7 separate regions of the Mus musculus genome follow, and regions 1, 3, 4, 5, 6 and 7 are each linked to region 2. The links are chromatin contacts, called in public promoter capture Hi-C maps. All regions are on one chromosome and are shown on one strand. The core of a region is the stretch at or near the end of the contact, and the rest is flanking DNA. Distances in the headings are between cores, read along the strand shown.

The links. Promoter capture Hi-C pulls out the DNA fragments that hold promoters and counts their contacts.
Region 1: a promoter capture Hi-C map of hippocampal neurons shows a contact between it and region 2, with 7 times the contacts expected there. The contact joins the promoter of Vamp9 here to the promoter of Cfap299 in region 2. A contact is called at or near these places in 2 of 39 promoter capture datasets (the 3T3-L1 cell line and hippocampal neurons) and 1 of 484 Hi-C or Micro-C datasets (cranial neural crest).
Region 3: a contact with region 2 is called in a promoter capture Hi-C map of hippocampal neurons, with 4 times the contacts expected there. The contact joins the promoter of 4930405H06Rik here to the promoter of Cfap299 in region 2. A contact is called at or near these places in 2 of 39 promoter capture datasets (the 3T3-L1 cell line and hippocampal neurons).
Region 4: a contact with region 2 is called in a promoter capture Hi-C map of hippocampal neurons, with 3 times the contacts expected there. The contact joins the promoter of Tmem150cos here to the promoter of Cfap299 in region 2. A contact is called at or near these places in 2 of 39 promoter capture datasets (the 3T3-L1 cell line and hippocampal neurons) and 1 of 484 Hi-C or Micro-C datasets (cortical neurons).
Region 5: a promoter capture Hi-C map of hippocampal neurons shows a contact between it and region 2, with 4 times the contacts expected there. The contact joins the promoter of Fras1 here to the promoter of Cfap299 in region 2. A contact is called at or near these places in 4 of 39 promoter capture datasets (the 3T3-L1 cell line, cranial neural crest, hippocampal neurons and 1 more).
Region 6: a contact with region 2 is called in a promoter capture Hi-C map of hippocampal neurons, with 6 times the contacts expected there. The contact joins the promoter of A930011G23Rik here to the promoter of Cfap299 in region 2. A contact is called at or near these places in 4 of 39 promoter capture datasets (the 3T3-L1 cell line, hippocampal neurons and liver) and 1 of 115 datasets of contacts at active chromatin or transcription factors (pancreatic cancer cells).
Region 7: a contact with region 2 is called in a promoter capture Hi-C map of pre-B cells, with 6 times the contacts expected there. The contact joins the promoter of Anxa3 here to the promoter of Cfap299 in region 2. A contact is called at or near these places in 6 of 39 promoter capture datasets (the 3T3-L1 cell line, the C10 cell line, hippocampal neurons and 2 more) and 1 of 9 other capture datasets (liver).

What each region holds. Positions count from the first base shown.
Region 1 is chr5:99,904,870-99,908,685 of GRCm38.p6, reverse strand. It overlaps Vamp9 (vesicle-associated membrane protein 9), which reads right to left and starts at 2,421. Exons shown (of 6, transcript NM_001378420.1): 1 at 2,281-2,421. The coding sequence starts at 2,358.
Region 2 is chr5:98,327,712-98,331,286 of GRCm38.p6, reverse strand. It overlaps Cfap299 (cilia and flagella associated protein 299), which reads right to left and starts at 1,983. Exons shown (of 6, transcript NM_001024614.1): 1 at 1,823-1,983. The coding sequence starts at 1,933.
Region 3 is chr5:99,612,739-99,616,436 of GRCm38.p6, reverse strand. It overlaps 4930405H06Rik (a long non-coding RNA gene), which reads right to left and starts at 2,214. Exons shown (of 4, transcript XR_003955764.1): 1 at 1-2,214. All of the region lies in intron 1 of A930011G23Rik (RIKEN cDNA A930011G23 gene), which reads left to right.
Region 4 is chr5:100,076,424-100,080,074 of GRCm38.p6, reverse strand. It overlaps Tmem150cos (transmembrane protein 150C, opposite strand), which reads right to left and starts at 2,113. Exons shown (of 5, transcript NR_045993.1): 1 at 1,935-2,113. It overlaps Tmem150c (transmembrane protein 150C), which reads left to right. Exons shown (of 8, transcript NM_001382851.1): 8 at 14-2,203. The coding sequence ends at 222.
Region 5 is chr5:96,371,416-96,375,233 of GRCm38.p6, reverse strand. It overlaps Fras1 (Fraser extracellular matrix complex subunit 1), which reads right to left and starts at 1,279. Exons shown (of 74, transcript NM_175473.3): 1 at 349-1,279. The coding sequence starts at 421.
Region 6 is chr5:99,727,401-99,730,971 of GRCm38.p6, reverse strand. A930011G23Rik (RIKEN cDNA A930011G23 gene) reads left to right here and starts at 1,912. Exons shown (of 4, transcript NR_030692.1): 1 at 1,912-2,228. It overlaps Gm38413 (predicted gene, 38413), which reads left to right. Exons shown (of 12, transcript NR_131054.1): 12 at 1-118.
Region 7 is chr5:96,790,671-96,794,701 of GRCm38.p6, reverse strand. It overlaps Anxa3 (annexin A3), which reads right to left and starts at 1,317. Exons shown (of 13, transcript NM_013470.2): 1 at 1,139-1,317.

The sequences.
Region 1 (3,816 bases), core at 1,172-3,671, 1.6 Mb before region 2:
CATTTTTCTTTATATTGGCGGAATTTCAAAATAATACAGAATGGTTAGATTGTACAAATGTCACTTGTTTTTTGACGCAATGCTGGAATGGAACCAAATTCTTAGCCTTAGTGGTTCATCTACCAATCTTTGTCCCTGTGCCTGTTGAGGCAGATCCAGAGAAGTTCCCAATAACGAGTCTTATTCGGCAAAAGAGAGGTTTTGGAATCACAGCTGCCATTATTACAGCCATTGTGATGTCCGCGGCATCAGCAGTTACCGCAGGAACTGCTATGGCCCATCAAGTTAATACTGCTGACACCATAAGTCAGATAGCAGAAAAATCCTCTGAAGCATTGCTTACCCTGCAAAAGGTGGATTCTCATATCGCCTCAGGGTTAATGCTAGTGAATCAGAGAGTGGATATTTTACAACATAATATGGAACGGATGATGGATGTCATACAAATGAGTTGTGTGGCATCCACATCGCATGTGTGCATTACTCCCAATAAGTATATTAATAATTCTTTTATTAAAAGTACAGACCTATCGAATTACCTGAAGGGGAACTGGTCGCAGGAGCTGGAGAGGTTGCAGGCGAGACTGCAGATGCAGATCCTGAACCTTAATGGGACCAGAGTGGAACCAGTGACCCTCGGAGACTTTACCTCTTGGTTTACCTCTGCTTTTTCTTACTTTAAGGAATGGGTGGGAGTGATTTTGTTTGGTGCTGCCATATGCTGTGGACTGGCGTTCATGCTCTGGTTGGTATGCAAATTCAGAACCCAACAAAAACGTGACAAGGTGATTGTAACTCAGGCACTTTTAGCTATTGAAAACGGCTCCTCCCCTGAAATTTGGTTATCTATGCTCAAGAATTAGTCAGCATGAGATTAGATGAGAGAGACTCAACGATCATTGATCAGCCCTTGCTCATCAATAGGGTGATCATGATTTCCCCACTAATTCAATTTTTGGCTGGCCTCTTTTGCAGAGTTCGCCCTAGGTCATTTAGCAGTTATTGTCACACAGCACTGCGGTATCCAGAGACGGGCAACTTTCCTCGTGCACAGTCCAACCTAAGACATGGGGCCCGGTGGCGATAGGGTTACCCTATGACGGGTAAGGCTGTGACATTAGAGGAATGACCTAAAACAGGAGCCACGGCGGATGGGCATAATTGCACAGGCCTAGTCCAGTCTCATTTTATTAAAACAAACAGGGGGAGATGTGGGAAGCCACATGTGCCGTTGCTGAGTGGCACTGACTACTGCTGGCCACCATGCATAAGATTGGACAAACAACCAATGTGTACATATGCAGTAAAGTTTTTTGCAAAAACACTGCCTGGCCCAGGCATGATAATGAGGTTCTGTAAGGTACTGAGAGTATAACCAATCGGATGTGAGACATGCAAATGAGATGATAATGAGGCTCAGTGAGGTACTGAGAGAGAGTAGCCAATCAGATGAGGAACATGCAAATGAGGCTTAGTGCATAACCAATCAGGGTATGAGACACGCCTCTCCTAGGCCTATAAAAGCAGCACCAGCTCTGGGCAAAAAGTCTTTTCGCCTCTACAATCAAGCTCTCCCAATAAACGTGTGCAGAAGGATCCTGTTGCAGCGTTGTTCTTCCTGGCCAGTCGAGGGCGCGCAAGACTGTGCTAAACTAGGAGTAGTTCCTCTGTACAGGAGTACATTACAGCCTATCTTCAGCGAAACCTTTTCTACCCCCTGGGACAACTGATCTAAGGTTCAGATAGAATATTAGATGGCATCTGACAATTTCTAGGTGTGTGTGTGTGTTGGGGAACTGAACTCAGGGCCTCACACATTCTGGGCAAGCGCTCTAACGTTGTGATACATCTTGTGTTCTCACTTTTTAAAGACTGGGTCTATATAGCCCACGCTGACATCAAATTCATGGCCCTCCCACCCTGGGCGCTGAGAGTCCAAACTGCGCTGTCAGGTGGCCCTCACTGCCTGCAACTGAAGTAGTCTTGAGACCCTTACACGTTCACTAAGTGTGTTCAACTGCAGGTCATTTCCTTGTAATGGGGCTATCAACTTGGAGATGGCTATAAATCTCCGCCAGACGGCCGCGGGCAGTACGAGCCCCAACCCCTGGGTGGCGCAGGCGCAGTCCCACTCCCGCCTCGGAGGCAGCGCTTCTGGAGGGGGCGGGGACTCCCGGTCCCTGAGTCCTTCCAGGTCGCCCCGCGCCCTGAGGGGAGGCCAGGCGTGCGCCAGCCTCGAGGAACCGAACCCTCAGACGCCGAGGCGTGAGCCTCAGGTACCTGATAGGCGCCGCCGGTCAAGGCCAGCTCCGCCAGGACCGCTCGGCCATTAGCAACGCAGCTGTAGGTGATCGTCATAACCAGCAGGCCAGTGAGAGAAGCGGACCGCCTTCTAACCGCCCGCTACAGTTGGACCGCCGCTCCGCGCAGGCGCGAGGGACGGTTGATTGGCAGGGGAGGAGGCGGGGCCATCTGTGGGTCCCGCAGAGCCTGTGAGTTTGCTAGGCGAGGTCCTCGCACATGCTTGGGATTCCTGAGGTCTCTCTGTGCTCCGGGTAGTCTGGAAAACCATTTAAGAGCTGTTTAACTGCCCAGGCCTCATCTACGTGTGAATCAGTCACAATCTAGGGCTGCGAAGCTGGGGGTAGTAGGCAAAGACCCCGGAGGTCTGAGTTCGAATCCCCAGAACTCACGCTAAAAAAAAAAAAAAAAAAAAAAAAAAGAAGTAAAAAAGGCATGGTGGTTGGAGCATGTAATCCCCTTTGAGAAGTGGAGTGGTGGTGGAGACAGGTGTATCCTAGTAGCTCATTGGCCTACCTGAATTGATAAGCTTTAGGTCTGGTGAGTCTTGGTTTCAAAAAATGTGGAGCGCAACCTTGGAAGACACATCTACATGTGCACGCACATCACACACACACACACACACACACACACACACACACACACACACACCATGCACGCATGCAGCACACTTAAATTTAAGCAAGCATTGGAGGAACCTCTTGTGCACAGCCTGCATTTGGTTTTGTGAGCATGAAGACCATCTCTGAGTTGTTCTGTAACTACTCACAGAGCAGCATACGCTGAACAAATGCTGGTTACAGTTTGCGGTGACAAAAATGTTCACAGCATTGAAAGGACCCCATTAGGGGCGTAAGGGCTCCAAAGTCTCACTCTCTGACTGCCCAGTTGGGGTTCTCTGTGTTAATTATCATCTACTGTAAGAAAAAGCTTCTCTGACGAGGTTGAGCAGCGCTCTGCTCGGTGGGCATAACAATTTGTCCTTAGAGGTCATTTTATGGTAGTATGTTTCCCCTAGGCCCATGACCTATCCAAACCCAGGTTCTTGGCCACTTTTAGTGTCATATATGAGTTCCATTTCATGAAGCGGGACTTAAATCTAATCAAAAAGTAGTTGGAGGGCTGGAGAGATGGTTCATTGGTAAGAGCATTGGCTGATCTTGCAGATGACCAGGGTTCAGTTCCTAGCACGTACATAGCTGCTTACAACCATGCATAACTCCAGTTTCAAGGTATCTAACATCTGACTTCTGTGGGTTCCAGGCATCATGTGGTACACAGACATACATGCAGCCAAAATACTCATCAAATGAATATATCTTTGGAGTTGTAGCATTGGCTCAGTGGTTAAGAGCATGTGTTGCTCTTGCATAGGACCTCGGTTAAATTCTCAGTATCCACATGGTGGTTCATATCATCTGATCCAGGGGATATGACGTTCTCTTCTGACCTTTGTGGCACAAGACACATAGATTACATGCACACACACACACACACACACACACACACACACTA
Region 2 (3,575 bases), core at 734-3,233:
TACCATTTCCTGATTGGGTTTGTGGTCGAAGAGATGAAATATGGATTTAGCAAATATTAATTCAAGAATACGGGAGGGGAATGTATACTAGCCATGGTGACTTTTAGAAGTGCCAAACCATTGAGCTAGTCAAAGCATATCAAAATTAGCTGGCGTGTCGTTGCGTGTGTGTGTGTGTGTGTGTGTGTGTGTGTGTGTGTGTGTGTGTGTACTGGGGATTAAACCTAGGGCCTCAAGCAAACCAGCAAGCACTCTACTACCGAGCTATATCCTTAGCCCAAAATGTTCTCAGTATTGGAAAAAAAAATATTTTGAGTAAAACTTCATGTCGTTTATATCTGTAATTAATTTATCCATGACTGGAATCCATTATCTAGGGAAATCTTTAAATCATTTTAATATTTCTTTCACCCCTTACCTGAGAAAAGAAATTCAACTGGAATTTTTATTTTTCCGGTAGTCCGCAGGCAGCCACTAAAGAGAAGGACTGTGTTTAGTCAGAGGGGCAGATGACTGGAAAAGGATCTAAAACCCATAGCTTAGCAATTTTGCTGAAGCTTGTCAATCATTTCTCCACTCACTGAACTGGTTGGTTTTATTAGATGATGCTAACTTATAGAATAAAAGTTGTTAATTAGTTCAGCAAAGCTAATGTTACTCGCTGCCGTGGCAATGCAGTTGTTTTAGTGTTCTGTCGTTATTTAGTGAACACGGGAAACAGAGGATGGAGACGCACTACTTCCGTCCCGCCAACCACGCTCCTCAACCTCCGGAGCATCACTACTTCCGCATCACTACTTCCGCATCACTACTTCCGCATCACTACTTCCGGTCTACCAACCAAGTGCCAACCGCGCTCCTCATCCTCTGGCCGGTCAGATAATTAAGATGGACTCACCCTTTCTCTTCCTACCTCCCCTTCTTTCTACATAAGCTTCTTGCAACATCTATTGTAATTATCAATTCAGTGGCTTCATTTCAGATGCAAGGATTTAAAGCAACTTCTGTGGGTTTAAAATATTGGCTAAAAGCAGGAGAGACGGCTTAAGGAAAAGGTGCTTGCTGCCAAACTTGAGTTCATTCCCTGGACACCACAGAATACAAGTTCAGAACCGATTCCAAGTTGCCCACTGACTTTTTATGCATGTGTGCGTACACACAAATGGAACTTTAAGTTACCCATCTAATAAACGTAAAAGCTTGGTTGTTTGGTGATATCGCTGCTGTTGCTGTTAAAAATCATGTTTTGTAACTATTTTAACAGATAATTTCAAAAGGGACAAATTTTCTTCATTTAAGATTATTTTCATACAGTGGCACCTATTTAAAAAGGAGGGGTGTCTATATGATAAACTGCCTTGTGCACAGGAGAAATGAGGGGAGTTGGCCAAATTCAAGTCCTTCCCAGAGTTCTGTAGGGTTGATTCTCCCCCCCCCCCCCCGCCCCCAATGGTGCTTGCTCTGTTTGTCCTTAATATGGAGATGGACTCCTTTGAAAACCTGAGCCCAGGCTGTGAGACTTGCAGTTGGGAGTTAGGAGCTCGGAGCTTGAAGATCCCTCCAACTAAGTCTTCTCGAGCATCCGGGACCTCCCGCTGCCCTGCCCTCAGGTGCACACAGCAACGCGTCCTCCTGGTTTTATGCCTTGTTACTACTTTACAGCGACCAAGTCGGCCTCTGTGCAGCGCACCAGCGTTTGGAGGGCTGGGGACTCCTGCAGCCTGCAGAGAAGTCTCTCGAAGCCAGAGGCCTGCGGTGAGCGCCGTCACCGCCAGGGGGCGACCAAGCCCCGCCGCGGCCAGCAAGACGGACCCGCGCTTACCTCCAGGTAGTACAGGTCGACCGTAGTGATCTGAGAGTCCAGGAAGTCTTCATAGGTGTTGAACTGTGTGACAATGTTGTCCACGGCCGTCAGCCCCTCGTCCTGATCCATCGCGGCTACACCGACGCGTCCCTAGTAACCGGTGTGGGCGGGCCGGACGCGCGCCGGTTGCGGGGGCGGGGCAGAGGGCGCTGCGCTGGCCCTGCCCCAGCCGGATCCCTGGGCGGCTTCTAACCCCTGGGAGCGGTCAGCCCTGCAGGGCAAACCCAACTTTTTTGGTGTAAAAGCCTTAGCAAAGTCCGAAGGTGCCTGCTCAGTGTTTGCAGTAAGAACCTCGACAGAAGAGTATCCCGGAAATCTAGGGGAAATAGTCTTGCTGGGTGCTTCAAAATAGCACGTGATCAGTTGTATAAATTACAACTTAAAGGCAAGTTATGGTTGGTTACTTGTGTGCCAGGAACAATGTATAAACTTCCCAAACGAAGCAGCCTTAGTGATCTCCTTTGCTCCTGCCTTCTGCCTTTCAGTTCCTTTACTTTTTGTTATTTAAATTTCAATAAGTTGAAAATTACTTGAAAAATCTTGCCTCCTTGAACGTCCTTTAAAAAATTGGGTTGGGGGGGAGGGATCCTAATCATGGAATGATATATCCCATTGAGAAGCTGATATTGACTTGTGTTTCTATTTACTCATTTCTTTAAAATACTATAGTATAAAATTGAATCTGAAACATTTCTCATTAGAGCAGACTTGTACAACTGTTTCCACACCAGAAGCACAGATGCTTGCTGTTATGCCAAGGGACTTTACAATCATCTCAGCATTTGTAGAAATCAAATCAGATTCTGCAATGAATCTTTTCCATTTTTTGGGGGGGAGGGGGGCAAAGTAAAGCCAGGTCTATTTAAGACCCCAAGTTGCACAATAAGTTATAGCTTTATTTTAAAAACAGGCTACCAACAATTTATATTGTATAATTATCTAGAAAGCTATAGAAACTAAACTCCAAGCATAGAGGGGAAAAAATTTCATGTGGCCTAAAACATTATCACAAGTAGAGAGGAGAGGTCTCTGTACTGTCTGGTCCAAAAGAAACTTGAGGACAAGTGCCTTTTGTGTCTTTTAGCATTCTGAAGGGCAAGCTGGCCTCTAGGCATCTCATGTACCTGGTTTCAAGTCCAAGCTGACATTCAGGCTCCTCCTAGCTCCTCTCATATCAGCTTCTCAGTCCTACAGAACCCTGACCTTTCAGCCATGTGCTCTCTTACCACCCACCCCCTCTCTGTCCCAGAGGCATTATTCTGGGTGTGTTGAACACAACAGAAAGCTTAAAAAAAAAAAAAAAAGTTTCTGCCGCTGGGGTCCACAGGATATGAAACTTGCTTCCGTGTGGTGATTGATTTGAATTTACCACATACCAGCCCTGTTCTAAGTACCATACAATCTCCATTATTTCGTTTAATCACAACAACAAACTCACTAGAAAACCAGCATTGGTGTTATCCTCCATATGGAGACAGGATGAGTTTAAATGACTTGGCCAAAGTGTCGGGTGCAAAAAAGCAAACCCAAAAAATAACAATAGTCCTTTTCTCTCACAGGGGCATGTGGATGTAAAGATAGGTTATAAAGAGCTGTGTAAAACCAAATACAGAAGTTTGTTTATTAGAAAGAAAAATAAACGTGTGGTAAGGAACACGGATTGATACAAAGCCTAGAAACAGTAGGCGCATCTTCCAAACTGTGGAGGCAA
Region 3 (3,698 bases), core at 965-3,464, 1.3 Mb before region 2:
TTTTTTCTCCCCCAATTAAGGCCAGTTTGTGCTGCCCAAATACCCTTAGATGTGTGGCCTTCCACTGGAGCATGGTTGACTTACCAGGGCTACTTTCTTAGAGAAAAATGACCTTTCTTTTCCTGGAGCTAGCACTGTCAATAGCTCCTAGGACAAGGATGGCACTCCATGCCCATCTCTGCTCTCCATGCTGGCGTTGGAGTTATGTGTTCTGGACCTGGTTCACACAGGCTTTGTGCCCAGTGTCCCACCGAGCTCATATGAGGCTTCAGCACTATTTAAGAGTAAGAGAAATCTCTTATTTTACAATCTATATTCTTAGCACTGCCATGTTGGTCTTTCACAGACGTTATTTTAAATCCATTATTATTAAACTAACTTTTTCTCCTCTAGTAAAGAGGTCACCGTGGTCCCTTTCCACGAGGAGGGGAGAGCAGTGTCGCGAGTGTGTCCAATTTCCAAGCACGCTAAGGAGAGCAGTTATTTATTTTTTTTGACAGTTTCATACATGTACCTAACGGATTTCTGTCATTCTGTCATTTCTCCTGCCATTGCTTCTCGTGTCTCCCCTTCTTCTCTGCTGAAACTCTTCCCCTTTCCCTAGTCTCCCTCCTGCTTTCACGTCTTCTCTCCATGTGTGTGATACACTTAATTAAGTCACCTGCATGAGCATGGGAGAGAAGATGCTCACTATAGCACGAGCTAAAACACTGAAGAAAAGGACAGATCCTCCTCCAACAACCATTAGCTGCTAAGAGTCCCTCAGGGATCCACGGCGAAGTCTTGATGGGCCCAAGCTTGTATGGGTCTTGCTGGTCACCAGAGCTACATTAGATTCATGAGTAGAATAGCCGTGTCATATCCAGAAAATATCTTTTTTTGTTACATATCCCTAATCCTCCTTCCTTCCCTATCTTTTACTACTCTGCTGCTCTGAGATATTTCCTGGGCCCCAGAGGGAGTGGTGTCCGTGTCCCATGTGTGGCTACACGCAGCTCGTTGGCCGGCTAGGAGGCTCTGGAGTGACTGAGAGTAAGACTTCAGACTTTCTGAAACTGATTGTGACATCATGGAAAATTTCTTCTTTTCTTTCTGCACTATGTCTCATTGCATGGATTCCTTTTGTCTTCTCAATTCTTTGCTCATCTTACTTTAATCTTGCATGCTTTCCTAAAACTCCAGGCATCCTTGGCTGTCCATTCATATCTAAAGATAGAACCCTTTAGAAAGCTGAAAGGAAGGTTGTCTGCTCATTGGACTCTCCAGGGTTGGCCTTCGATGGAAGGCAGCAGTCTACTGCTGCTCTTCACCGGGGACTAATTTACCAGAGCTCATAGTACTCTTGCCTGCACTTGGTTCAACTGCCCTGGAGACAACCCCTTCCAGTGCCAGGAATCTCTTCCTATGCAGTCTACAGATGCTCACTCCATCTCCCTGTCTTCATTTGCACGCCTCACCTCCATCTTCCCTCCGGTGCATCTGTCCCCTCTCGGTGTCCTGCAGGGATAAGGGAGGATGGCCAGATCCAGCAGCACTCCAGCTGTGGAGACTGCCTTGGTGCACCAGCCATCTCCAGTTCAGTTCTCATGAGCATCCTCCTTCACAGACACTTTCCTGTCCCTCCTCCTCTCTGGGACACCATCTCCTCCGTCTCTATTCCTCTATCCATCTTCTGAGGCTGGCCCTCAGATCCCTTCATACTGGAGTGATTTGTATTCCAAGAACAGGGAGATTGGAAATACCTGCTATCTAGAAACTGAAAATCCAAGCCAATCGTCACTTTAAATTGTAAAATGGGGCATTATCATGTATGCCTGAGTAAGTTGCTATATGGAAAGTCAGTCTCTCTCTCTCTCTCTCTCTCTCTCTCTCTCTCTCTCTCCCCTTGTCTGCTGAAAGCTGACACACAGATCTTAGGAAGACACTCTATCTCACGTTAAGGAAACAATGGGTGCGCTTGATTAAGGCTGAAAATTACCTTGCTGAGCTTTTCATCTCCCATTGGTACAGTGGGGATTTCTTTCTTCCCTTTTAACAACAACAGCAGCAGCAGCAGCAGCAACAACAACAACAAAATCATGTCTTCTGATCACATCAGGCTCAGACTACAATAGGGAATAACTGTGTGTCTCCCAGCCTTTCAGCACAGGAGCCCCGAGTGCAGGGGTGACCAGGGGTGAAAGGCTCAGCATTCTAGTGGCGTCTAAATCAACAGAAACCCTACCAGGAGCTGTAGTGGCTGGTGTGGAGGGAAAGTATGATTCTGCTCTCTGACAGATGGTGGCGTTGTGGGGGAGATACAAACAGGAACTGCATTACAGGAGGTCAGAAGGTACGGTGGGTGTAATTGACATCGATGGTTACTTTGTGTCAGCTAAGGTGCCTGACAAGTGCTTTACATACCACAGGTCGTGTGTTCTTTATAACAATCCTAGGTGCCGGCTACTTTACAGCTTGGGCATCAGTAAGTGAGGCGACCTACCCAAGTCTGTGCACTTCAGGGTTCAGTTTCTGGCAGTGTGACTTGGGGATCTCTGCTCCTTTTAACCTATTCTGCAGGGATGCGGAGCCTATGCAGATGGCTGGGTGTGGGCAGACAGGCAGCCACACATTCCTGGAAACTGTGCCCCGGGGGTCTGGTGAACATTGCTGAGAAGAGGAACGGACTGTGTAAACATTTGCTTCTGCTTGAATGTGCACCTCCCGGCCCTCCTCCATCAATTAGGAGCGCCGTCTTGAAGAATGCTGCCTCAGCTTCTGAAGCGAGGACCCCAGGACATGCATTAATGAGAGCAGAGGGAGCCACAACTGACAGAATAATAAAGCTCTCGGAGGGAGCACTGGCTCCCAGGGAAGCCCGGAGCTGGCTGATGGAACAGCGGGAGACTCTGTCCGGCTCTCCTGCATCTCTGTAAGCGGCTTGGCTTCCGTCCTGAAGCTTAGAAGAGGCACTTTCTCCCGGTGACTTGCCTCATAAGGGCGGTTAATGAGCACCGTGGTGACAGGAGACACTTCTCCACATTGTTCATGGCTTGGGAGCATACAATCTGCCGTTGCCCTCCTGATCCCAAAGGGAAGAAGGGTTTTTCGGCTGTTCAGAACAAGGTCGCCAGAGCAAAGGGCACGGGGTTAAGTGCAGCAGGTCTCAGAGTTCACTCCCTTGCTCTGGGGAAGCGTGGATTTAGAAGGGTGTGTGCTGTTTTGTTCTGAGGGTTAATCCCTCCTTTGTCATTTTTTAAAAATATTTTTATTACATATTTTCCTCAATTACATTTCCAATGCTATCCCAAAAGCCCCCCATACCCTCCCCCCCCACTTCCCTACCCACTCAGATTACTTCAGACAAATGAACTATTTCTATGACCCATTAAATCGCTAGAGAGAGATTCCTTCAACAAAATAGCTTTTTAAAAAGATCTTTCTTCTCCTTAACTCTTTATTATTATTATTATTATTATTATTATTATTATTATTATTATTAAGAGGTATTAATCTCTCTTTAAAGGCAAGGAGGCTGGTGCTGAGCTCAGAGATGTTTATAAAGGTGAATCACTCACAGCAAGTTCCAGCTCTCTCTCTGCTCTGAATCCTGGATGCTTTCTTCAGGCCCATGCTATGTTGCCTATCTCTAAATCTCTCTAGTTCCACAAGGTGTGTGTGTGTGCACGTGTATGTGTGTTGTGTGTGTATACACAGGT
Region 4 (3,651 bases), core at 864-3,363, 1.7 Mb before region 2:
TCCTGTGCCCTAGATTTCATCCTGATGGCCCAAGATATCCACATGTACGCAGCCAGGGTCCAGTGGGGCCTGGTCATGTGCTTCCTGGCGTACTTTGGCACCCTGGCTGTGGAGTTCCGGCACTACCGCTATGAGATTGTGTGCTCCGAGTACCAAGAGAACTTCCTGAGCTTCTCAGAAAGCCTGTCAGAAGCTTCTGAATATCAGACGGATCAGGTGTAGCAACAGTTTGTCCTTGGGGGTGCGGTGGGTGTGGCAACAGGGGAGGGGCCAGGAGGATACACTCACGGGACTCGACACATCACCTCACGATGCTTTTCACACACACACACACACACGGATGCACACTCACGGCCATATCTGACAGAAGAGCTTTTCAGGGCAGGTTACTTCTTTCTTGAACAAGCACAAGCCCTCATGTATGGAAATACACGCTGTCACACCGAAAACATGCACGACAGAGCCAGAAGCTTGTGCATGACCACCTCCCCGCCCCCCACGCCCTCCCAGCAGGCCTTGCGCTTCTCATCCTTTTCCCGGTTCCAACCTGGCATCTTCCTCCTGCAAAGTAAGGCCGGCCGAATGTAAAGTGAGAGTCAAGCCAGCTCCCTAAGTCGCCTTCAGGTTGGAAGGGTTTGAGGCGAGCACGAGGGGAACTTGAGTGGAAACCTAGGAGCATCTGGCTGCATGCACCCCGCACTAAAGCTGGCCGTGGCCTGAGAGGCGTGGGCAGAGCTTTCCCATCAGTCTGACATCATCACTGTTCAGCGGTCGGCTTTGTGGATCCAGAGAGAGAAGCATGCTACAGAGAGTGAGCGGGAAAGAAGCCGGCCACCAGCATTTGGACTTGAGTCACTCTGCCTGAGGAAGATCTCCAAACGTGAATGCTACCGGGGACAGTCAGCCGCGAATGGCACGAGGTACGGCTGAGAGGGCGTGGCTTGGTTTTTCCTTCCACAGTGCATCACCCACAGTTCCAGTTTGCATTTTCTTTTTGAAGTGCCACTCTCACGGGTCTATGTAGGCCTCGTGGGCAAAGGTGTGGACCAAAGGCAAGAACCTTGTTTTGGCTTCAAGTATGAAAGGGGTATACGTGCAAGCTTAATTTATATCTGAAGAAATAATAAGAAAAAAAGATTCTCGAAGAATCGCAAAAGAAATCTACATGGAGGTGAAAGGTATGAGGGCTCTGAGGAAAGACAGGAGGTTAGCCCTCTTGCTGCTAGTCCAACCCAGGGGAGATTTTAACATCCGTGTGTTGCTCAAATTTTATAGTTTGAGGACTGGGGACTTTAAATTAAATTTGGAAGTTATAGAAGCAAATTAAAAACATCGCCCTCCCGCAAATCACATTGGCACAAATGGAGCTGCAATACTGCTAAGCTGTTCGGAGATGAGCCCAGAGGTGCAGGAGTTCAAGGCCATCCTAGATCCCTGTGCCAACAACAGAGTGCCAAGTGCACAAGCACCCCCTCCCCCAACCAAGTGCACAAGCACCCCCTCCCCAACCAAGTCACAAGCACCCCCTCCCCAACCAAGTCACAAGCACCCCCTCCCACATTGTTTCAAAAAACTCTCCAAACTCCTAGGGGGCTCAGACAGCCCGGAATGTAATGTGGAAAACGTTGTTTTGTAAATTCACCCTGAAGTATAGCTTCCCAAGGAAGGGTTCAAATGCTAAATCTCCGCCCCCCAGCATAGCGCCGAGCACGAGCACACAGTAAATGTCCAAATGAACAGATTTGCTGCTCGTTTCTGAGTGGAGGTGAGGAGCATCAAAGAGATTCAGAGACAAACGACAGAGTGGAAGACAGAGTGAAGAAGGAGGGGGAGGACTCATCACTACAGGGCAGGGCAGGGCAGGGAGTGAAAAGCCCCCAGTGGTGTGAGAAAGCCTCGAGTAGAGTATTCTCTTATTAAAAAAGGCGTCTTACCGTAAATACTCCAGGGGGATGTCTGTTAGTTTTGAAACTGCTATGAGGTTTCTCTTCTTTCCTCCTTTTCACTTTTCTATTTTAAAGATTTTTATCAAAGAACAAACGGTTTTATTTTACTCTCCACACTCCAAGTAAAGAGCTTTCGGTGACACACTTCTCTGCGTTCTTAAGAGTGTGCAGCAGCAGCAGCGGCAGCAGCAGCATCCAGCCAATACTGACATTACTCACTGGGACCTGGCCACTGAATAAAGGGGTTTTATGCTAAATCCTGACTTCCTTGTTTCTTACACTAACAGTTCTTCGTGGGTGTGCACGTACACGTCCGTGCTTGCTGTGGATAGCTTGCAGAACACGTTCTTTAATGCTCATTCTATTGTGACGGATACAGTTCAGGATCAGTCAAATGGAAGAGGTGCATGGGTGAAGAAGGCAGGCCTGGGGCTGGCTCCCTTGCCCTCAGTGCACCCCAGGCTCTCCATCCCAGCTGCCCCCCAACCTCCCGGAAGTAGGTAGGCTGGAGGTCTAAGCACCTGGTGAGCAGCCTCATCCTAAAGTTACCTCAGTAGCATGAAGTCTGGTACAAACAGAAGATGTTCATTATGAATAAAACACTGCTGTTCTGTCCTATGGGTGTTAGGAATTCCATGGCAGGAATGGAATCGAAAGCCAAACATCTTGTCTGAGAAAATATTTTTTGTACAATAAAGTTTTAGCATATTCTTTCTCTCCTCCCTGATCTTCCCCACCCCCACGTCCAATTTCTCTCTTCATAAGAAGCTAAAATCAAAGCAAACTAAAAAGAAAACCAGTAAGGCAAAACGCAGTGTCTTAGTCAGGGTTTCTTTTTTTTTTTTTTTTTTTAAAGATTTATTTATTATATGTAAGTACACTGTAGCTGTCTTCAGACACTCCAGAAGAGGGCGTCAGATCTTGTTACAGATGGCTGTGAGCCACCATGTGGTTGCTGGGATTTGAACTCTGGACCTTCGGAAGAACAGTCGGGTGCTCTTACCCACTGAGCCATCTTACCAGCCCCTTAGTCAGGGTTTCTATTCCTGCACAAACATCATGACCGAGAAGCAAGTTGGGGAGGAAAGGGTTTATTCAGCTTACACTTCCATGCTGCTGTTCATCATCAAAGGAAGTCAGGACTGGAACTCAAGCAGGTCAGGAAGCAGGAGCTGATGCAGAGGCCATGGAGGGATGTTACTTACTGGCTTGCTTCTTCTGGCTTGCTCGGCTTGCTTTCTTATAGAACCCAAGACTACCAGCCCAGGGATGGCACCACCCACAAGGGACCCTCCCACCTTGATCACTAATTGAGAAAATGCTTTACAGCTGGATCTCATGGAGGCATTTCCCCACCTGAAGTTCCTTTCTCTGTGATAACTCCAGCCTGTGTCAAGTTGACACAAAACCAGCCAGTATGCAGAGATCTCACAAAAGGACGTGGGGTGTTTGTGTGTACGTGTGTTAGCACATGGAATCTGCCCAGTTGTGTTGTTGACATACCCAATGACACTCCATTTGAGGAAGCTGTGTGTCCCAGAAAATACCAGTTATGGGTATCTTCCTGGTTAGGAGTAGGAAGGACTTTTTGTCTGCTCTCCTTCCTCAGGGCTGGGATGTTGTCTGGTTTGAACCTACACAGGCCTTGTGTCACTGTCACCGGCTCTGAGTTCACATGTGTGTTCTAGACATCAGTTCTATGGTG
Region 5 (3,818 bases), core at 30-2,529, 2.0 Mb after region 2:
AGGATTTTATTCCACAAAAGTGAGAGCAACTGCTCGCTTCTCACCTAGGTTCCGAGTAGTTGCTTTTCCTTGAGGAGTAGGGTAGAAGTGGAAGGAAGATTCATCCGGGTTCAGAAATATCACCTCAAAAGGCCACCCACCCGCAAAAAGCAAAGAGGAGGCCGTGGCCGGGCTGAGGTTTGACCGCAAGAGAAACCAGGAGTGGGGATTTCAGCTGAAAAGGAAATCCACTCCGTGTCCACCTATCGCCTCAAATCAAAACTTCCACCCAACAACCCACAGCACTAAACCCGGCTGAGTGTCTTAAACTGCACAGTCGAACTCACACGGGGTTCCGCTCTTTTTTACCTTCACAATTAGGCAATACTGCAAATTCCGCCAGCGCTAGGGCCACCCCGAGCCACGCTTTGAGGACACCCATCGCCGCCGCGGCACTCTCGCAGGAAGATCCCAGCCTTCAGCATCCAAGAACCTGCTCTCTGCCAAACCTCAGGCTGTGGCGCCGGCGCCGGGAACCGGGACGCACAGACACTGGGGAAGCGCTGGCTGCTGGGCCGGGAGCCGAGGTTGGCCGGGTGGACCGCAGAAGGATGCGGCCGACAGTAACACTCAGTCAGCCCCGAGGCTCACTGGGTTCTCCAGCAGAGCGGCCACCAACGTGAGCCGAGGCTGCGAGGAGGAGGCAAAGCTCAGATCGCCGCCAAGACTAGCAGGAAAGTTGCAGGTCAGCGGCTGCTGGGATTCCGCAGCATTGCCTCGGGCTAGACCAGTTCCTCCGGAGGTCCCCAACTGGCGAGCTGCAGGAGCAGGTTCCTCCTCGGCAGCTTTTCAAAGTTCTCTCGGCACGCCCCCGTCTGTCCGTGTAGCATCGGCCGAGGCGGGTCCCCGCGAACACGCCGGGCCGGGCTACAGCAGCGCTCGGGGAGCTGGGCGGTGCAGGGCCGCTGGTTGCAAACTTTGTGCGGCCCTGCAGGAGCTCCGGGACTCGGGGGCGCTGCAGCCGCACCGCACCACGCCGCCCGGCTGCTGCAGGCGCTTCCAGAGCTCCGCGCGGAAGGCGGCGCGGGGGGCGCTGCTGCCACTTTCTCGCGCCCGCCCCTCGCCGAGAGGAGGAGGGCAGAGGGGCGCGGCTTGCTCCACACCGACGCCCACCTCCCCGCACCGTGCACCCCGAGCTGCGCTGCAGGGCGGAGGTGCGATTACCCAAGTGGAGGTGGAGCCATAATTGTAGATGCAAGGAGGAAAGAGAGAGGCTGGAAAAGACCCCTCCGAACTCAATGCTCCCCAGATGAGGGGCCTGGAAACGCACAGGATAAGTCCCCGAGTGGATCCTCGCATTTAAAGCACGCACGCTCCGCCTTCCTCAGCCTCTCTCGCCTCCTTCCTCTCTCCTTTGCTGGGTGTGAAAATGGACTCAGAGACTACGAGCTTTGGCAAAGATTCCAGAGAGTCACGTGGGGAAGGGGAGCCGCGGTGAGGGGGTGGGGGAAGGCGAGAGAGCAACCTGATCCCCTTATTCATCCTGCAGGAGTTGCATTGGCTTTGTCTGAGGCGGGATCAAAAGTGGTCACACCGAGGGCGGGTGGAAACAGGAGGTTAGGTCTCCATTCAGACACTGTTGAGGGTACCACAGGAGAGGCTAGTTGGGGACAGGGTGCTCACACCCAAGTCCTAACTGCTACTTCTCCACCTCTCGTCATGCCCACTGCTGCTGAACACAGAGCCTGAAGCAGAGCTGACTGGCCATCTTCGCATTTTGGACCCTCAGGGGTTTTCCCTGCAACCTAGCAGTCTTGGGGCACGTGTGTTCTAGGTTGAGATTCCCACGGTGAGTGCACCTTTACAGCTTCCTAAAAGATGAAAACACCACACAGTCTGGGTGAGTCCAGCTGCGCCTCCAAATGTCAAAGACTGGGAAGCCAATGTCAGGGCAAAAGCATCCTGGTGTGCACACTGGAGGTAGTTGAGGGATAGGGTGGGGTCTGGTTTCCAGCCAGTACTGAGTGATAGCTATTTTTAGAGGACTAAATAAAAATAGCTGGTCCAGGTTTGATCATTTTGTAACTGGGGATGGTTACACGGGAGAGATACAGACTGGGTTTCGAAGGCCAGACAGAAAAGATTCTCTGTCTTGGCAGAGCTGTGACAGCTAGACTGTCCAGAAAGGAGTTTGAAGTGGCAGTGAACACCGAGCTATTCAGGGTGGTGGGCAGGGATCTTAGTAGACTCCAATATTGCTGACGATCATAGGGAAGGCCCATGTTCTAAAGCATGCCAGTAGTACTTGAATTCCTTGCTTTTTAGAATAAGAGGATGAAATGAAACTGAAGGGTCCCTGTAACTATCACCACTTAGGCACCGAAACATTTGATTAACCTGGGTGTGGCTGTTGAGTATTCAAAGGACTTAGGAATCGCCCAGCAATTCCTCGATGCCTCCCAGAGCCGTTGTGGGGACAGAGCGGTTTTATCTCTGTATTTGAAGCACATATGGGGACTCTGTAAACATTAGTTGAAAGAATGAACTGAATCAAGCCAGTAATCATCACCGCCAGAGTTCAGCCACAGCTTGGATGGAACCTGAGTCCTCCCTCCTCCCACTTCCCCCTCTTCCTCTAGAAACTATTTTCTCAGACCAATGGAAAGTACTGTCCAAATTCAGGTGGATACACCCTAACAATTCCTAACCCCTCCTAAACACTTTTTCTGTAGCCACCACTGACTAGGAGTAACTTAAGACAGCTGGTTTCCCTAGAATAAACTATTTGACTTCATTTTTAAGAAAGCATAGAACTGTGGCACCCAAAGGGGTCTCAAACCATCTTTTGGACTTGCTAAAGGAAAACAATCTTTAAAAAGAAAAAGGTGAAGGGAGAGACGGGAGCATTACCACGAGGTATTGTCATATACTACATTTGTGGTTCTTAACAAATTGTTCATAAAATGTCCCCTCCCCTTCACCAGAAGCCCTCCACCAGCTCCCATGGTCTTCTCTCTACCCCAGGAGCAAATAGTCCAAGGGTTCTCACTCCAAGAGCACTAGAATCCTGGTTCACAGGGAATTCTATATCCTTAATACTGTTTTTTTCATATGCCCACATCCCGTAACTTTTGTCACCATATCCCACAGTATCTTCTTTGATCAGCCCCATCCTTGTCTCTTCAAATTCACCTGGCCTCACTGCTGCTTATCAGGTAGATATTATAGACTGAACACTTTGTATCTAACATGGGACCCTTTGCTATGTAATCTGCCAGTAACTATATGAGACATGTACCCTTGTTATTTTCATGGACAAGTGCAGTGACTGATGGCCCTGAGTCAGATGGTTAATTACAACAGCACATTGAAACAAGCAGCATTACCTACTATGAGAGTCAGATGACCACATCTCAGTATCTTAACACAACAATTTGTCTGTCTATCCTGTCCCCTGGACAGTAGTGGACCCTACACCTTGTAACCTGGACACCCATGAGCCCTTCCTGTAGCCAGGCCAACATGGCCCATATGAAACACCTTCCTCTTCCAAGAATGAGCTGTGTGCCCACCCGCCACGACCCCTTACCAGGAAGACAGTGACAGGGACACATAGGTCGCACGTGGGGATTTAGTAAGTCCTCACCGTGCTGCTCTCACTGCTCATACTGCCTCAGCTTTCCTACGGACAGCAACACTCCAGCAGGACCGTCCCTGCTGCCACAGGGGCTTTGCTGATCTTTGTCCCAGAGTCCACTGTTTCTCCTGACTATCTCTCGTCTGCTTCCTTCTCTGTACTTCACTGACCCTCCTATGTCTCTCTCTCTCTCTCTCTCTCT
Region 6 (3,571 bases), core at 663-3,162, 1.4 Mb before region 2:
GAGAAGGTGACAAGAAGAAGCACAGGCAGCCGGAATATGTCATGGCTTTTAAAAATATTTATTTATAGGAAAACTATAAACCCATGTTTAAATAAACTCTGTTCTTGGTCAGCTTTTCATTGGGACTAAGACGTTTGAGCAACCGTGGTGGGTGTGTTAGAATATCTCTCTCCTCTTTCTCCCTGAGACTGTTGTAGGATCCCATTCTTTGCCAATTAGAGCCCTTACTTTAACTGTCGACACACTCTGAGGCTGAGACTTGAATTTTCGCTGTAGTTCAGCCAACCTTACAATGAGAGTTTCTGTTTGATTTTCTGCAACTTGAGCTCTATTGCTACAAGAGAGAAGATTCTCCTCAAGGACACACTTAGCAACTTTTAGATCGTTTGCTTGTGTCTGGAGACTTTCGATTTTATCACACAACTCCTTCCTTTCATTCATCATTTTTTCCACAGATACTAAGAGCAGCCAGCCAGTAAAATCATTTTCCGATTTTTCCCCATCTTGTAGAAAGCTTTGTGCACTGAATCACCTAATTCATTAAGAAAATCAAGGGCATTAGCTTCTTTAAGTTCGGAATATAGTTTCAACCATGGGTCTTCAAAATTCTCTGAGCTCCCAGGAGGGAGAGAATCTGGAGAGGTTTCAATAGTTGAAAGTGCTGGTGGATCAACAAGCCAATTCCAGTATTTTAAAAGATTCATCCTTGTACTTCTGTTATGCCAGTGAGAGTTGTGGATTGACAGAAAAGTCTAGCCTCACATATTCACCACTTTGCACCCAAATGTCCATTTTCTAGTCACCCCAGCCAGTAAGCATCTACAGTCTGGTCACTGTTGCCCCAGGGTCCCGAAAAGAGCTTGAGAACCAAAGACTTTCCTGGTCTAGTACTTTTATATAAAATCAGGGGACTTAACTTTTTTACTCAAGGGCCCCTGTTGTCCTTTCTGAACCTCTGACATTGGCACAGTTGGGCAGTGTTTTTTTTTTTTTTTTTTTTTTTTTTTTTTTTTTTTTCTTTTCCAAACCACAGCCTGACACCACGTGCAGAGGAGTCTGGGAGTAACTAATGATGGAGCAGATGCTGAAGTATCCCCGCACTTATTGCAGCTCAGGACTTCTCATTTTAAACAAGCTTCAGAGACCACCCATAGTACACTAAGTGAGAGCCACAGCTGTGAGCAGTAAAACTAGACCGAGTGCAATGCTGGCCCCGTGTCTTGAGTCAAAGAGAATTCTGCCAGGTCCAGTTCTTGGACCGCACAACAGGCCGCATCTGCGTGTGTGTCGCAGTGTTCAGGTTCCAGCCTTGCCCATCCTGGGCCGTCCTGGCTGGGAGGCAGGCCAAGGAGAGAGCGATCGCCCTCTCCTCCTCTTTAGTGTTTACTGGTGCAGATCCCACCCAGTGTCAGGGGCTCACGTGTGGCAGGAGCAGGGTTCTTAATCCTGGGTTTGGAACCACCTCCTTTCCTACTGGAAGGGTGGGGCTGGCACGTGCCATTGGGGAGCCCTTGCGGGTAGCTCGAGTTCTGTCGTGGTAACTCGCCAAATGTCTGTGGACCTGGGCTCCCTCCTCTCCCACCTGCATTGTCGCAAATCGGGCAGAAACTAGGGAAGTGGGTCACCTGGGTGAACAGCCCCTCCCGCCTTGGCCGCTAGCTCTCAGCGTGCCCCCCCCGCCTCCCCCCCACCCCCCCCCACCCCCCCCCCCGGTCGCCGGCTTAGGCTCTCACTTGAGGCGTCGCCTGCACTCTACCCTTGGGCGGGCTGGGCTGTCGCTGCTCTGAGCTCCCCGCCGCCCTTGCCCCAGCGCCGCCGCAGGTCGTGCGCCGTTGGCCCTCCCGACACCCCCTCGGCGGGGCCCTTCCCTTTACTACGGCGCTAGTGACATTCAGCTGGTGAGGCTAACGCAGCCCGGGCTCCCGCAGCGCGGAGGCAGGGGCGCCCGCGGCTGTCTGCTCCTCTCACCCGGGCACCTCCCGAGTGGCAGCGACGAGCTCCCTGCAGGCCCAGAGACCCCCGACGGGACGACCTTGGCGGGCGGATCCCCGCCCCCACCCGGGTCCACGAGCTTGGGTCCGCCCTGCCCACCCCAGCTCTGGCACGGGTCGAGGACAGAGGCGGCGAGCGCGAGGGGGACCCTGCCTCCCTGCTCGTATATGGCAAAGTTTCTCGCGGCGCTCCTGGGCTGCACGCTGCCGAGCAAGGGCGCCTCTCCCGTGCTGGAGGTAGGTAGAGGGTGTGTCCTGCAGAGGTGGCTGTGGGCGACAGCTAACAGTCCTGACCCGCCCCTAGGGTCCCCACCACTTGGCAAGTGCGCCTCACCTGGAGGACTTCTGGGGCGGGGCCGGGGAAGGGGAGATGGAAGCCGCCGGGCTTGAATTCTGGTCTCCCCAGACCGCGTTGCGTGTTTTGTTTTTTTTTTTTCTCTTTCCTAGTTGATAGGTGAACATGTTTGTGAATCGCGAGTTTTGCGAGTTATCCCTTGCCTAACAAGCCAGGCACATTTGAAGATGAGCTGTTGCCTGCTCATCCTTCCGCTGTCTACCATGGCTAGCCTAAATGATTAGCAGAAACAATCTGTCAGTCAACAAGGTTCCCACTGTCGTGCTTGCTCTAACCACTCCCTTCCCCCAACCTCCAGCGAGGCGATAAACTCCGTATAAGTTAACTCGTTTCTTCTGGTGGGAGGTACGCCGGGGAAGGGGAGGGGTGTGAGGTGAGACTAACCACATCGCGCCTTCTGAAGGCAGGCACACCTAATTGCTCACACCTCCCCGAGGTAGCAGCGACCCTGCTGCAAGCGGCTTTGCTAGCAGCTGGCTGACTGGCTGGCTGATCCTCTGGGGAAATGGCAGCATCAGCGTTTAATATGAGACCCATATGGGCCACTCAGTACGGACAGTTCTGGGTTGTATGACCCTTCACACTCTACAGTCAGAACAGAGTACCCACTGTCTCTTACCTCGCCCCCCTCAATCCCCCGCCCTCTCCTACAGACTACCTGACAAGCAGGTCAGGACCAGAGGGCTGACTCTGGCCATGTCAACTAGCCTTGCCACCACCACTGTCTCATAACCATCCTGGCAGTCTGAGGTTTCCCTGAGCTGCCTTGGCCTTCAGTCGGCAGTTTCCAGGCTGGCAGAGATATAGACATGGGTTTCTTCTCTCAGTCATGCAGTGGGTTCCTTCAGCAAGGAATTGTTTAGGACCTAAACTCTTAGAGCCTTCCTCAGCTGCCTCTTGGACGCCCTTCACCATTGCTATCCTAGGTTTTTTTTTGTTTTTGTTTTTTTGTTTTTGTTTTATCCGAAGTCACGTGGAACTATTTCCTGTGATTTTACAGCTCAAGTGGTCCAGGCCATAATCTGCTATGGGACAGCAAGTATTTACTTATTTGTAAGCAGGGAGATTCCAGTGGTGAGTGGTAAGCAGGAGTTTGGGGATAGGAGTGTAGAGCGGGCAAAGACAGATGGAAATGCCTGCTCTGGTGAAAGCTGAGACCTAAAGGCTGAAGAGCCCAGACAGGCAAGGTTTTCCAGGTTTGCAGCCACGGCCTTAGCCATCTCCC
Region 7 (4,031 bases), core at 68-2,567, 1.5 Mb after region 2:
CCATACAGCTATTGGGTCGACCCGACTGAACCCAGGCATCTAGATTGCAAAGGAATGAACCGTTAATCCCCAAGCCCTGTGGCCCCGGACCCAAACTGATGCTTGACATTTGTTGATCCAATATAATGTGGAAATTTCTAAGAAGTATTATCAAGCCATCCTTTAAGCTTGTAAAAAGTAGAGAATTACTCCATAGTGCAAGCCAAGTGATCTAACAATAGAGCTTTAAACACATCCTTCCTGAAGGGGATTACAGCAGCTACATTTTCTTGTACTTCCTCCTGCTGGCATTTCTACCGATTTCTCAACACCAACAGATCTGCGGACAGTGGTCTGATCTTCGTTTGAGTTTAAAAGTACCTTTCTAGGCAGTTTGAAACTTCCACCTTCAGGAAAACCAGTAATGATTCTTCATAGAATAACCTTTTAGTCTGCTTTTTATGATGTTGGTGAGGAGTAGAAACTGAAGTTCTCTCGGGGGCAGGAACCTCTTCTCTTTAACGCACCTCCTGGGGAAGAATTTTGCCCCGGCTGCTCAACTTTCTATTGGCACAGGACCCAGAACTTCTATATATGGCTATTTGCAATCACAAACCACATACCTCTACCTCGATACCTCACCTGCTGACTCAAGAAGCAGGGGAGGTGATTCATGTCTAGTGAATAGAATTCTGTTGCAATCAAAGAAAACGGTGTCTTTTAAAAGAGAAAACCGAAGTTCCCCAACTCTCAAAGTCCAATACATCTTTCTCCTACCTATACAAAGTAAAGCTAAAAGACACTTGGAGGGGAGAAAGATCTCTCATGGGAGCCTTAGGAAAAAAGTTCTCAGCACAGAACTCTGAGCAGGGGCAGGAGACCTTCCTCTAACCCTTCTTCTTTTAAATGTTTCCGAGACATTTAGGAATGAGCAGTCCCCTGGATGTGAGCTTGGGCTGCAAGACCCTAAGTTTGATAACTTACTCAGCTCGGCCCTTGTGCCCCCCAGGTCAAGTCTCTTCTATTTCCATAGAAGGGAAGAGGGCTTGGGGGAAGGGAGGGGAGGGAACAGCCCCAGGAGCAAGCTGCGCTCACGACCTGGGACTCCGCGGGAACCTGATGTTCCGTGGTTGTAGAGGGGCGGGCATGGGAAACTTACCCTTGGGGCCGCGGAGGCGAAGCCCAGGCAGAAGCTCAGCGAAGGTGAAAGATCAGCCTCGGCCGGCCGTAGCTCCCGGCTAGCCTGGGTGGCAACCCAGACCGCACCCTTCCTCAGCCCCTCCTCCTGTTTCTACTCACGGACTGCCCAGGACCGGCTTGCAAGTGGCTCTTGGATCCAGGATCCTCTCTGCTCCAGTCGTGACCTACCCACCACGCCCCCCTCGCAAGCCCTCCCCTTCCCCTGTCTCCCTCACATCCTCCTCCAGCTTCCTCCAAACCCAAACCCTTTCCTCTGTCTTCTTTCTTTTCACTTTTCTCACCCCCCGCCCATCCCCCGCCCACCCCCACTCCCACCCCCTCCTTTTAGGGCTTGGCTCATTTTCTAGACAGCATGGATTCAGAGTTGACAGTCCTCACAGGTACCTATACTAAGTATGGCTTACTTACCTAGAGGGTCCTTCGAGTCAGGCACTGGTCTAAACCCCGCATGATAACCAAACTACAAGACAGATGCGATTGTACTCATTTTACAAGGAGTCACAGAGGCAAGGGAGGTCAAATCATACAGAAAGAACGGCAGAGCTAGATTTTGAGTTTATGAGTCTGAGGAGTGTCTCTGCTTGGCCTTTTGACTCTAAAGGGAGGATTAGAGCTCAGAGAAGCACCAGTGTTTGTGTTTTGAGCCCTCAGAACCACAGGTAAGTCACGGAGGATAAACATTAAATTCCCACTAAAATGGCCAGTTTTGTGTCAGCTCCCCACAAACTAGAACCCTTAATTGAGAAAGTGACTCCCATAAAATGAGGTTTAGGCAAGCCTTTAGGACTCTGTTTCCTTAATTAGCGTTTGAGGTGGGAGGACCCAGACCATTGTGGGCGGTGCTATCCCTGGGCTGCTGGTCCTTGTATGCCTTTAAGGACTGATCAAGTCCTAGAGAGCAAAATAGACAGCATTCTTCCCTTGGCCTTTGCGCAAGCTCCTGCTTCCGGTTCCAGGGTCCCTCTAGGTTCCTGCCCTGACTTCTTTCAATGGCAGGGTGTGCTGCGGACGCATAAACTGAAACAAACTCGTTCCTTCCTCCTCAAGTTTCTTTTCGCCACGATGTTTTACCCCAGCAATAGAAACCTAAAGACATCCACTTAATATCGGGTAGTGTCTGTGAAAGAAGATAGGTGGAAAAGCCACTAATTATCAGACATTGAAGTTAGTGGACTATGTCATCTGTTTACTTTTACATTCTTCAGGTTGTTTCTAGGACACAGAAGTTTTTATTAAAGCCTGTGGAACAGAGGGGCTAGGGGAATATCTCAGAGGGTAAAAAGTTTGTAAAAAACGAGGTCCTAAGTTTGAATCCTCAGGACCCATGTAAAATTTGGTATTAATCTGTGTTTTGGAGCTGGCTGGCAAACCAGCTTAACCAATGGTAAGTTCCTGGTTCTGTGTGAGACTCTGTCAAGGGAATAAGGCAGACAGCAACACTGGAAGACATACTGCTCTGGTTTCTGCATGCTCAGACACACACAACAAACGCATGTGCATATACACCCCACTACCACTATCACCACCACCACCACCACCACCACCACCACCACCATCACCACCACAACCTCCAGCATCACCACAACCTCCAGCATCACCATCATTACCCTCATCATCACCGTCATCATCACCACCACCACCACCACAAAACATAAAGATGTACAGAAGAGGAAGCAAGTGTAGACAAACTGAGTGAGCAGGTCAAGTAAGTGGATGTGGTCAGCAGACCAGCCCTGATGTTACTCTACCTCGGTGCAGAACTTCATCAAGAATCTTAGGTTTTCTGTATTGGGGCATAGTTATAGTTTTTCTCATATGTTATTTTATGTTAGTTCCAAATATTGATGTAGCAGTACTATAAAATACTATTTATTAGTTCTTAATTCCTTTTACATTTATTTATGTCTGTATATGTGCCTATGTGTGCATATTTGTGTATGTGTGCATGCTTTTGTGTGTGGCATGTTTAATGGCATATGAACTCAGATGGGAGGTATGTGTTTGTGTGTGCATGTGTATGTGCATGCAATTGTATGTGAGCTCAGATGGTGTGTGTGTGTGTGTGTAAACTTGTATCTGTATAGGTGACACGTGAGCTCAGATGCTGTGTGTGTATGTATGTGTGTATGGAATGGTATGGAATGGTATGTATAGTGTGTGTGTGTGTGTGTGTGTGTGTGTGTGTGTGAGTTCACAAGCACAATGGCATGTGAACTCAGATGGTTAAGGTCCGTGGCAGGTGCCTTTACCCACTGATCCCTGTAGGTGGTCTGGTCAGGTTTGAAAACTTAAATCAAATGCCCAGGGTCATAGTGTTACTAACAAGCCTGACCACACAGAACAGATTGCTAGTGAGGATAAAAGAAGAAAGTGGTCCAGCCATATGGAAGATAATTTAGTTGCTTCTTACAAAACTAAATATAGTCTTATTATTCAATCCAGGAATTGTGCTTACTGGTGTTTGTCCAAGTATCACGGAAGCTCTGTGCTCGCTAACAACTACACATACGTATTTGTACCAGCTTTATTCGTAATTGCGGAAATGTGAAAGTACCAAGATGTCCTTCAGTAGGTGGATGGGCAGTAGACTGTGGTACATTGTATATTGTAATTTTATTCAGGACCCAAAGCAGGTGAGCAATCAAGCTATAAAGGTACCTGAAATGTATCTGGTTAAGTGAAGAAGCCAGCTTGTAAAGGGTGTGGTTCCTACTCTGTGACATTCTGGAAAAGACAAAACTACGGAGACCTTGAGAAGGTTGGTTAGTGGTTGTCAAGAGCTGTGGTGGGGGAGGGTATTAGCAGGTGGAACAGAGAATTTTTAGAGCAGTAAAATCATGCAGTATGACTCT